2 separate regions of the Sus scrofa genome follow, and region 1 is linked to region 2. The links are chromatin contacts, called in public Hi-C maps. All regions are on one chromosome and are shown on one strand. The core of a region is the stretch at or near the end of the contact, and the rest is flanking DNA. Distances in the headings are between cores, read along the strand shown.

The links. Hi-C and Micro-C count contacts between places; a contact is called where the count stands out from the background.
Region 1: a Hi-C map of retroperitoneal adipose tissue shows a contact between it and region 2, with 3 times the contacts expected there. The contact joins the promoter of TUBB2B here to the enhancer-like site in region 2. A contact is called at or near these places in 2 of 5 promoter capture datasets (fetal liver and liver) and 13 of 47 Hi-C or Micro-C datasets (alveolar macrophages, embryonic fibroblasts, fetal heart ventricle and 8 more).

The regions. Positions count from the first base shown.
Region 1 is chr7:1,952,315-1,957,746 of Sscrofa11.1, reverse strand. TUBB2B (tubulin, beta 2B class IIb) reads left to right here and starts at 1,967. Exons shown (of 4, transcript NM_001243434.1): 1 at 1,967-2,134; 2 at 2,929-3,037; 3 at 3,298-3,408; 4 at 3,743-5,042. The coding sequence starts at 2,078. The coding sequence ends at 4,803. It overlaps LOC110261696, which reads left to right and starts at 4,811. Exons shown (of 6, transcript XM_021099997.1): 1 at 4,811-4,846. The coding sequence starts at 4,811.
Region 2 is chr7:1,820,085-1,825,016 of Sscrofa11.1, reverse strand. No RefSeq gene overlaps it. Among named protein-coding and RNA genes, the nearest start is that of RIPK1, 19 kb to the left of the region's middle. Within about 2 kb of position 1,281, at least 29 of the 83 cell types and tissues checked have an H3K27ac peak or open chromatin away from gene starts, as enhancers often do. A contact at or near this core is called in embryonic fibroblasts, fetal liver and retroperitoneal adipose tissue, where this site is marked.

The DNA of each region.
Region 1 (5,432 bases), core at 718-3,217, 130 kb before region 2:
GGCTGGGCGCGCGGCAACGGGGACTCCGACCTGAGCCGAGTCTTTAGCTTGTGTGACCCTTGACACGGCTCAAGCTCGACCCCTCTGCAGCAGTGGGAGCTGGATTAGAAACTCCGCGTCAGGCCCCGTGTCCCTGGAGCCAGGGCACGTGGGCGCTGCTCTGCCCCTCGCCCGACCCCTCCCAACCTTCACGCCGGCAGCAGCGGCTGGAACCTCTGCCCCGAGCTGCAGTCCCGGCGCAATGGGTGTTCGGGGGCGGCTGTGCTTTTGTTCTCTCGGCCCCTCTTTGTGCCCTGGAAGTGGCTTGAAAGCCCCTCTTCCACCCCCAGAGGGAAAGGGAGGCGGCGACAGTTTGCTGACAGTTCTGGGAGGGTCTCGGGCAACAGCTGTGGGCTCCTCTCTGCCGCAGGAACCCGGGTCGTTCGGCCCCTCTCGCCTGGGGATGAAAAGGGGTCGCGTCACCTCCCAGATGACCCGTCAAGAGGCGGGGTAGGGGAGGGGGCGCCTCACCTAGGGAACTGCGGGGGCCAGGTTGCAGCGCGCTCTCTCTCCTCTTTCTCACGCGCACACACACACACACACACACACGAAGGTAACAAAGAGACCAGCTCCTTGGACTCCCTGGATACTACGGGTTTGGAGTGTGAGGCTGCGCCTCTGCGCACGCGCACTGTGTGCGTGTCAGGGTCTCGGGGGGCCTCTCCCTCGCGGTGCTGCAGTTTTCAGGCGTGTCCCTCACCCGCACCAGCAGCACGAAGGTTGAGGACCTCGTGGCCGCCTCGGGGTCCTGCGCCTGGTGGAAGATGTGAATGCTAGCGGCGGGCTCAGGCGAGAACCTCCGAGGAACCCAGCCCCTTAATGGACAATAGATGAACCGAACCCAGACTGGAGAGCGCCTGGGGTGTGATTTTTAACTACTCAGTTGTGGGATGTAACCCACACATTTCCGAGTTCTTTGTTCTGCCGCAGCCCCGCCTCCCGAACCCCACCCTCTTCCGACTGCTGGACAGTCCACCCTGCGCGGCCAGCCACACCCACCGCATCCACTCCTAAGGACAAAAGCCGACCCAAGGGATGGAGGGGTCCTAGGCACCAGTCGGGGAGCTATGGACTCCCGGAGAGGGTCGGGCAGGGCGAAGGAGGCGCCGAGGTCGCCCCTCCCCCGATGCTGCCGCCCCAGAGAAAGGGAGCAAGAGGCCCTTGACAGAGACAAAAGAGAGGATGCGCGGCTGTGGGTGGGGGGAGGGCCGAGGGCGGAGGGCACCCTGAGGCTCTTGGGTCACGGCTCTTCAGATCCGAACACCCTGATCACGCAAGACTTCCTCCCGGGGCCGCCTGCCCTCTCCCAAGACTCTGTGTGATCGAGGTTCGGGCGCCGGACAGCCCTTGGCTTCTAATGGTTGGGGAAAGGGTCAGTGGTCTCACCAGGGAGGGTGGCTTAGGGACCTCCCGCCCTTGGCGGAGGCGATGCCGCAATCCGCGCGGGTATGGAAACCTGCGCCACCCAGCCCTACCACCTGCCAGCGCCCGGCGCACAGAGCCTCCTTTCCAGCGCACCTGATGGCCTCTCCACCTGCTCCAGTTCCCCTGCACCCACCCGTCCAGTGCCACCTGCCCCCTACACACACACACCCGGCCTGCCACACGGGTCACCCTTGCCTCTTCCCCCACCCCCAATTCTCAGTGCCCAGCTTTTCCACATCCCCTCCAGTTCCAGACAATGCGCACGCCCCCCCGCCCCCCACTCCCCGCAGCCCCCACTCCTCGCCGGTCCGCCAGCCTGCGCTGATTGGCCGCGGGCCCGTAGTCCAGCCCCCCGGACGGTCCCTGGGGCTCGGAGCATTACGTCAGCGGGACCTGGAGAGAGCTAGCGCGAAGGGGACTGGGGGGCTCGGGTTGGGGGCGCGGCCTGCGCGGGCGGGCCCAGCCTCCTCGCATAAAAGGCCGAGCCCGCTGGGCAGGCGCTCTCAGCCGGTCGGTTCCCGAGCGCGTTCCTGGTGACCCCGCCGTGGGTGTGTAGGGAGGACGGACAGAGTGACCAGACGCCGACCGGGGCCGGAAGAAGCGAGCTAGCACCATGCGTGAGATCGTGCACATCCAGGCGGGCCAGTGCGGCAATCAGATCGGCGCCAAGGTGGGCGCTGGGGACCCCCGGGGCGGGGGCGGGGTGGGGGCGGGGACCCGGGCTTAACGCCCTCGGGGTTCTGGGCGCCGCGCGTCGTCCCGAGCAGGCCCCGGGCCCTCTGAACGCAGACTTTCCTGGCTGCTTTGTGCCGCCGAGAGGGGCGTGGACCTGGAGGCGACTTTGGCGGGGGCGGGGGAGGAACCTTTCTTAACTTTCTGCGGTAACTCGTTTGGAATCCCGGTCCCTCGGCCTCCCCTTCCTCCTTGCTCCTCGCTTAGCCCGGCACGCGGGCCTGGAGAGCGCGCGGGTGTGTCCGCAAGGCTGCGCGCGCCCGCCTACGGGCGGGGCCCCGACGCCGGGAAAATTGATTTTACTCGCTGGAACCCGAGTCGAGCTGCGGGGGGAGGAGGGGAGCGATCGTCAGAGGAGAGCGATCGCCTTAAGCCTCGGGATGTGCTATGAATCTAAAATCGCCCCGTCCCCCCCCCCCCCCGCTTCAGCTCCCTCTGGTCCCTCTACCCCTCCCACCCCCTCGGCGCCACTTGAGCCCCGGCCGCCGCCTCTCGCCGCCGCTAGTGCCGGCCTTACAGTTGCCGAGACACCCCCACCTCCTGCCGCGAGCAGCTGTTCGCCCGGGAAACGCCCATTTTCTACCCAGTGACCCTGCAAAATGCAAACCCTGCGGCTGTGCCGGGCTGGGCTGCCCCGAAGCCCTGCAAGGTGGCTGGTCCGGGCTTCGCCTTGAGTCCCCGCCTCTCTGCGCCGTGGGGCGTGGCTCAGCACCACCGTTTTCTGCGTTTCAGTTTTGGGAGGTCATCAGCGACGAGCATGGCATCGACCCCACTGGCAGTTACCATGGCGACAGTGACTTGCAGCTGGAGAGGATCAACGTGTACTACAATGAAGCCACTGGTGAGTGTCTTTCCACGCCCCCTCTCCCCGGGGGCCTGACCCCAGGAAGGTGGCCCCTGGGAACGTGGCCCGAGGGGAGGGAGGGTGGACTAACCGATTTAGGGCTCTCGCTCTTTAACTGCGGGTTTCCAGTGGGCGTCCCTTTGAGAATCCAGACCTCCCAGGTCCTTCTTTGTTTGGGGGCGACCGCAGTGCCTGCAAGACGCCCTCCTCTTCAGAGCTCTCTGCCTGCAGGTCTATGTCCAGCTCTGTCCCCACAGGTAACAAGTATGTGCCCCGGGCCATCCTGGTGGATCTGGAGCCGGGCACCATGGACTCGGTCAGGTCTGGACCCTTCGGCCAGATCTTCAGGCCCGACAACTTCGTGTTTGGTGAGTGGCTGACATGGTGATGGCATGTTGGGTCATTTTATGTTGGACAGCTCAGGGTGGAGGGGCGTGTCTGCCGTAGAGAAAGTATGGAGTTGTGTGTCGATTTTGTCTTAATATGAGCTGAAACTAAATGCCTTTGAATCTCTAATGCCCAGTTCCTAACCCTTCTTATTTATATTATGTCCATGACCGAGTATTTTCATGTCTAGCCAGTTTCGTTATAACCTGAAAAAATCTTATCTGAGGCTGACTCATTGGGTTATATTATGGGGATTAAGGTAAAGAGGAATGTAATGCAATCATCAATGGCTTATGAGGACTCTCCCCCTGGCAGGCCAGAGCGGTGCCGGCAACAACTGGGCCAAGGGCCACTACACAGAGGGCGCCGAGCTGGTGGACTCGGTCCTGGACGTGGTCAGGAAGGAGTCAGAGAGCTGTGACTGTCTGCAGGGCTTCCAGCTGACCCACTCGCTGGGGGGCGGCACGGGTTCGGGGATGGGCACCCTGCTCATCAGCAAGATCCGCGAGGAGTACCCCGACCGCATCATGAACACCTTCAGCGTCATGCCCTCGCCCAAGGTCTCGGACACGGTGGTCGAGCCCTACAACGCCACCCTCTCCGTGCACCAGCTGGTGGAGAACACGGATGAGACCTATTGCATCGACAACGAGGCCCTGTACGACATCTGCTTCCGCACCCTGAAGCTGACCACGCCCACCTACGGGGACCTCAACCACCTGGTGTCGGCCACCATGAGCGGGGTCACCACGTGCCTGCGCTTCCCGGGCCAGCTCAACGCCGACCTGCGCAAGCTGGCCGTGAACATGGTGCCCTTCCCGCGCCTGCACTTCTTCATGCCCGGCTTCGCGCCGCTGACCAGCCGCGGCAGCCAGCAGTACCGCGCGCTGACGGTGCCCGAGCTCACGCAGCAGATGTTCGACTCCAAGAACATGATGGCCGCCTGCGACCCGCGCCACGGCCGCTACCTGACGGTGGCCGCCATCTTCCGCGGCCGCATGTCCATGAAGGAGGTGGACGAGCAGATGCTCAACGTGCAGAACAAGAACAGCAGCTACTTCGTGGAGTGGATCCCCAACAACGTCAAGACGGCCGTGTGCGACATCCCGCCGCGCGGCCTCAAGATGTCGGCCACCTTCATCGGCAACAGCACGGCCATCCAGGAGCTGTTCAAGCGCATCTCGGAGCAGTTCACGGCCATGTTCCGGCGCAAGGCCTTCCTGCACTGGTACACGGGCGAGGGCATGGACGAGATGGAGTTCACCGAGGCCGAGAGCAACATGAACGACCTGGTGTCCGAGTACCAGCAGTACCAGGACGCCACGGCCGACGAGCAGGGCGAGTTCGAGGAGGAGGAGGGCGAGGACGAGGCCTGAGGGCACGATGCACGGGCGAGGCAGGGTAGGGAAGCCGAGGAAGGTGAGCGGGAGGGGGGCTGACGCAAGGAGAGAAGCATGGTCTGTGGTCTCCGCTAGGTGTCGCTGGTTCTCTGGTGCTCTTCACTGTTGCCTGTCCCTTTTTTCTTTTTGTAACATTGATGACACCCGTGTAACACTGGAGATCGTTCTGAACTACTGTTGTAATGGCTAAAATCACATAAACGTTTGTGTCCTAATGGTGTCTTCTCTGTCTCCTCTTTCTCTTTATTAGTAATATAAATGTAACTTTGAGAACACATCCTACAGAAGCCTTCCTTCCGAAAAGCAAAGGAATGGGGGGAAGCTCAAATACATTGACTTTTTAGCCTGGTAAAACTGAACCAGAGTCACACCCCGATGAAGATAGGCGATCCATCCGAACTGTAAGATGCCTTTAAGGGAATATCTTATTAGCTGAGAGATGCCTGCTTGAAAACACACTGATGTATCTTCATGGGGAAATCCTACTATACTTTTATTGTCTTTACACACACACAAAATGTGAATAGTAACTACACGTACACAGCACCCAATTCTAAAGGATAGAGAGTGGAAAGCCTCCTCGTGTGTCCCTTCTTCATACATTT
Region 2 (4,932 bases), core at 32-2,531:
GCTCAGTGGTTAACAAATCCGACTAGTAAACCATGAGGTTGCAGGTTTGATCCCCGGCCTCGCTCGGTGGGTTAAGGATCCGGCGTTGCTGTGGCTGTGGTGTAGGTCAGCAGCTGCAGCTCCGATTCAACCCCTAGCCTGGGAACCTCCATATGCAGCCGGTGCGGCCCTAAAAAGGACCAAAAAAAAAAAAAAAAAAAAGTTTTGATAAATAATAAATACACGCCGAAGAGGTTGTGGAGGAAAAGGGAACCCTCCTGCACTGCTGTAGGAAACAGTACATTGGTACAACCACCATGGAGAACTGTCTGGGGTTTCCTTAAAAAAGAAAAAGAAAAAGAAAACGTTCCGTCTATCCGTCTCGCATGGACCCCTGGATGTGAACGTGGGACTAAGTTCCCTGTATCATGCAAGCAATTTAAGCCGCAGAATCGGAGGCACACCCTCACTTACCCTCCTGCAGAGTCACACACACCCTTGGCGCTCCTCCTGCCCACCTCAAAGCCCAGCTCTGAGCGCACAGCGGGGGCACCAGGCGGCCTCTGTGCTCGAGCGCCCTCTTCCGGCCCTTCCCTCAGCCGCCCCCTGAGCAAGGGCAGGGGCTGCAATGAATGGGCCTGAACACCTGAGAGGCTGACTTCCTTCCTCCAATCCTTCTCAGAGTGATGGAGCCTTACTGAGGGGAAAACTTCCCTCTGAAAGAGATCCAGGACCCCAGGACCCCCGTCCCAACACCGCTTCCCCACGCCGATCCGCCACACCCGCTCCTCGGCACTGAACGGGCTTGAAGCCCATCAGCGTCCCACTGAATTCACGGACTTGACCCCCAGAGGTCAAGGACGGGGGGGGGGGGGGGAAGGTCTCCGAAGGAACAAGAAATCTCTGAGGGAGAGAGTGCGCAGGCAGGGATGAGGACCGACACCAAACTCTCAGCTTCTCCGCAAGCCGCATTCAGGAGCATCAGCTGAGCTTCCCAGGTGCCAAAGGCCCTGCGAGGCTGCCTGCGGAGAACCGCACGCCAGTGGCTCAAGCCGGTGTCTCGAGCTCAGAGGTCTGACTGTGACGTCACGTGCTGGTCGGACCCCGGGCGGTCGGTCCCGGTGTCTGGACGCCGGAAAAAGTCAGCGGGTCTGAGCAGAGTTCGGTCCCCTCTCTCAAGGAAGACAATGGAAAGGGGGCCCAGAGGGGCCTGCAAGCAACCCCCTCGCTGGTCACATGCTCTGTGCCCCCTTCCCTGCCTGGAAACCCGGCTCTGAGCCTGGAAGGGCCCACGTGGAGCACCAGGCGGGCTCTGTCGCCCTCTCGTGGCCATCGACTCTAACGACGACCCGAAAGATCCCTCCTGCCTCCGGAACAGGCCTGGGGGCTGCAGGGGGCCTGGGAACCTGAAAGCCTGATTTCCTTCCCCCTCTCCCTTTACAGCAATCAGGGGCCTCACGGCGGGGCGGGGTGGGGGGGTCCTCTCTCCTAGTTCCCCAGGGCATGCGATTTTTTGGATCCAACACCACGACATAAACCTATCAGCCAGGAAGTGGGATCAAGACGGTGGAGGAGCAGGCGTGGCGCTCCCCTTCGCCCACGAAACCACGTCTACAGGTAGAACGATTCGCACAGAACATCCGCTGGCCGCTGGCAGAAGACTTCAGACCCCAAAAGGGCAAGAAACCCTCCACATAGGTGGGTAGAAAAAAAAGAGAGAGAGAGAGGAGAAAAACAGCAATCAGGACGGGACCAGCACTCTGGAGGGGGAGCTGTGAAAGAGGAAAGGACCCCCCCCCCCCCGCCAGCCCCGGAAGCCGCCTACCCGACCCGCGGAGATCAGATACATAAAGATCAGAGAGGAAAACAATAAAATAGAAATTAAAAAAAGGAAAAATTAAGGAGTTTCCGTCGTGGCTCAGTGGTTAATGAATCCAACTAGGTACCACGAGGTTGCAAGTTCGATCCCTGGCCTTGCTCAGTGGGTTAAGGATCCAGCGTTGCCGTGAGCTCTGGTGTAGGTTGCAGACGCAGCTCAGATCTGGTGTTGCTGTGGCTGTGGTGTAGACCAGCGGCTACAGCTCCAATTCGACCCCTAGCCTGGGAACCTCCATATGCCGCAGGAGTGGCCCTAGAAAAGGCAAAAAGACAACAAACAAACAAAAAAAAAATAGGAAAAAATAAACACAAGGGTAAAAAAAACTGACAAACCCCTGGGCAGTCTCACCAAGAAGAAGAGAGAGAGAAGCCAAATTAAAAAAATAAGAAATGAGGAGATTCCCTCCGTGGTGCAGCGGTAACGAACCCAACCAGTATCCATGAAGACAGGGGTTTGATCCCTGGCCTGACTCAGTGGGCTAAAGGATCCCGTGTTGTCTTGAGCTGTGGGTAGGTCGCACGCAGACACACTTGGATCCCGTGTTGCTGTGGCTGTGGTGTAGGCTGGCAGTTACAGCTCTGAATCATCCCTTAGCTTGGGAATCTCCATGTGCAGCCATTAAAAAAGAAGAGAGAGAGAGAAAAGAAATGAAAAGGGAAAAATCTCAACAGATACTGCAGAAATGAAAACAAGCATAAAAGAATACTATGAACAATTATATGCCAACAAATGTGACAACCTAAAAGAAATGGACACATTTCTAGAAACATACAGCTCACAAAAACTGAATCAAGAAGAAATAGATAATTTGAACGGAATGATCACTAGGAATGAAATTCAATATGTACTGAAAACACTTTCTACAAACAAAAGTCCAGGACTAGATGGCTTCACAGACAAATTCAACAAACATACAGAGAAGAACTCATAGCCCTCCTTCTTAAACCCTTCCAAAAGATTAAAGAAGAAGGAGTGACCCCAAAGACATGCTATGAAGCCACCATCACCCAAATACAAAAACCAGACAAAGATACTATCAAAAAATAAAATTATAGGCCAGTGTCTTTGATGAATATAGATGCAAAAATTCTCAACAAAACTTTAGCTAACCTAATCCCACAACACATAAAAAAAATCATACACCACAACCTTCATCCCAGGTTCCCAAGGATGGTTCATCATATGTAAATCTATCCATGTCATGTACCGCACTAACAAAAGAAAAGTCAAAAACCACATGGTCATCTCAATAGATGCACGAAAACCTTTTTTTTTTTTTTTTTTTTTTTGCTTTTTAGGGCCACATTTGCGGCATATGGAAGTTCCCAGGCTAGGGGTCAAATCAGAGCTACAGCTGCAGCCACAGCAACATGGGATCTAAGCCACGTCTGCAACCTACACCACAGCTCATGGCAACACCGGATTCTTAACCCACTGAGCAAGGCCAGGGATCAAACCCTCGGCCTCATGGATCCTACTCAAGTTTGTTAACCACTGAGCCATGAAGGGAACTCCCTGCCTTTTTGTCTTTTTAGGGCCACACCCGTGGCATATGGAGGTTCCCAGGCCAGGAGTCTAATGGGAGCTATACCTGCCGGCCTACACCACAGCCACAGCAACGCCAGATCCACCCCGTGTCTGCAACCTACACCACAGCTCACGGCAACACCGGGTCCTTAACCCACTGAGTGAGGCCAGGGATCGAACCCGCAACCTCATGGTTCCTAGTCGGATTCGTTTCCGCTGCACCATGATGGGAATTCCTCAAAAAGCATTTGACAAAATCCGAAATCCATTCATGATAAAAACTCTTGCCAAAGTGGGTTTAGAGGGAATATATCTCAACATAACTAAAAACCATTTATGACAAATCCACAGCCAATATAATATTCAATGGAGAAAAGCTGAAAGCCTTCCCACTAAAATCTGGAACGCTCTCACTGCTTTTATTCAATATAAAATTGGAAGTCCTGGCCACAGGAATCAGATAAGACAAAGAAGTAAAATGTATCCAAATTGGAAGGGAAGAGAAAATTGTCACTAATTACTTAGTGACTTAGATGCACTAAAACTTTTTTTTTTTTTTTTGCTTCTTAGGGCCACATTTGCGGCATATGGAAGTTCCCAGCTAGGGGTCAAATCAGAACTACAGCTGCTGGAGTTCCCGTCGTGGCGCAGTGGTTAACGAATCCGACTAGGAACCCTGAGGTTGCGGGTTCGGTCCTGCCCTTGCTCAGTGGGTTAAGGATCCGGCGTTGCCGTGAGCTGTGGTGTAGGTTGCAGACGCGGCTCGGATCCCGCGTTGCTGTGGCTCTGGCGTAGGCTGGTGGCTACAGCTCCGATTCAACCCCTAGCCTGGGAACCTCCATATGCCGTGGGAGCGGCCCAGAAATAGCAACAACAACAACAAAAAAAAGACAAAAAGACAAAAAAAAAAAAAAAAAAAAAAGAACTACAGCTGCAGCCACAGCAAGTAATTAAAAACTACTCAATCTGATAAACGAATTAAGCAGAGTAGCAGGATACAAGATTAACATTCAGGGAGTTCCTGTTGTGGCGCAGTGGTTAACGAATCCGACTAGGGTTCCATCCCTGGCCTTGCCCAGTGGGTTAACGATCCGGCGTTGCTGTGCGCTGTGGTGTAGGTTGCAGATGCGGCTGGGATCCCGCGTTGCTGTGGCTGTGGTGTAGGTCGGTGGCTACAGCTCCAATTTGACCCCTAGCCTGGGAACCTCCATATGCCGCGGGGAGCGGCCCTAGAAAAAGGCAAAAAGACTAAAAAAAAAAAAAAGATTAACATTCAGAAATTGGTTTCATTTTTGTATAGTAACAATGAAATATTAGAAAAGGAATATTAAAAAACCTTTCAAAATTGCACCCCCTCCCAAATTAAAGACATAAGTATAAACCTGGGCAAGGAGGTGAAAACTACCAAACATTAATCAAGGAAACTAAAGAGGATTTGAAGAAATGGAGAGATTTCCTGTGCTCCTGGGTTGGAAGAATTAATATTGTTAAAATGGCCATGCCACCCAAAGCAATCTGCAGAGTTAACGTGATCTCTATCGAATTAC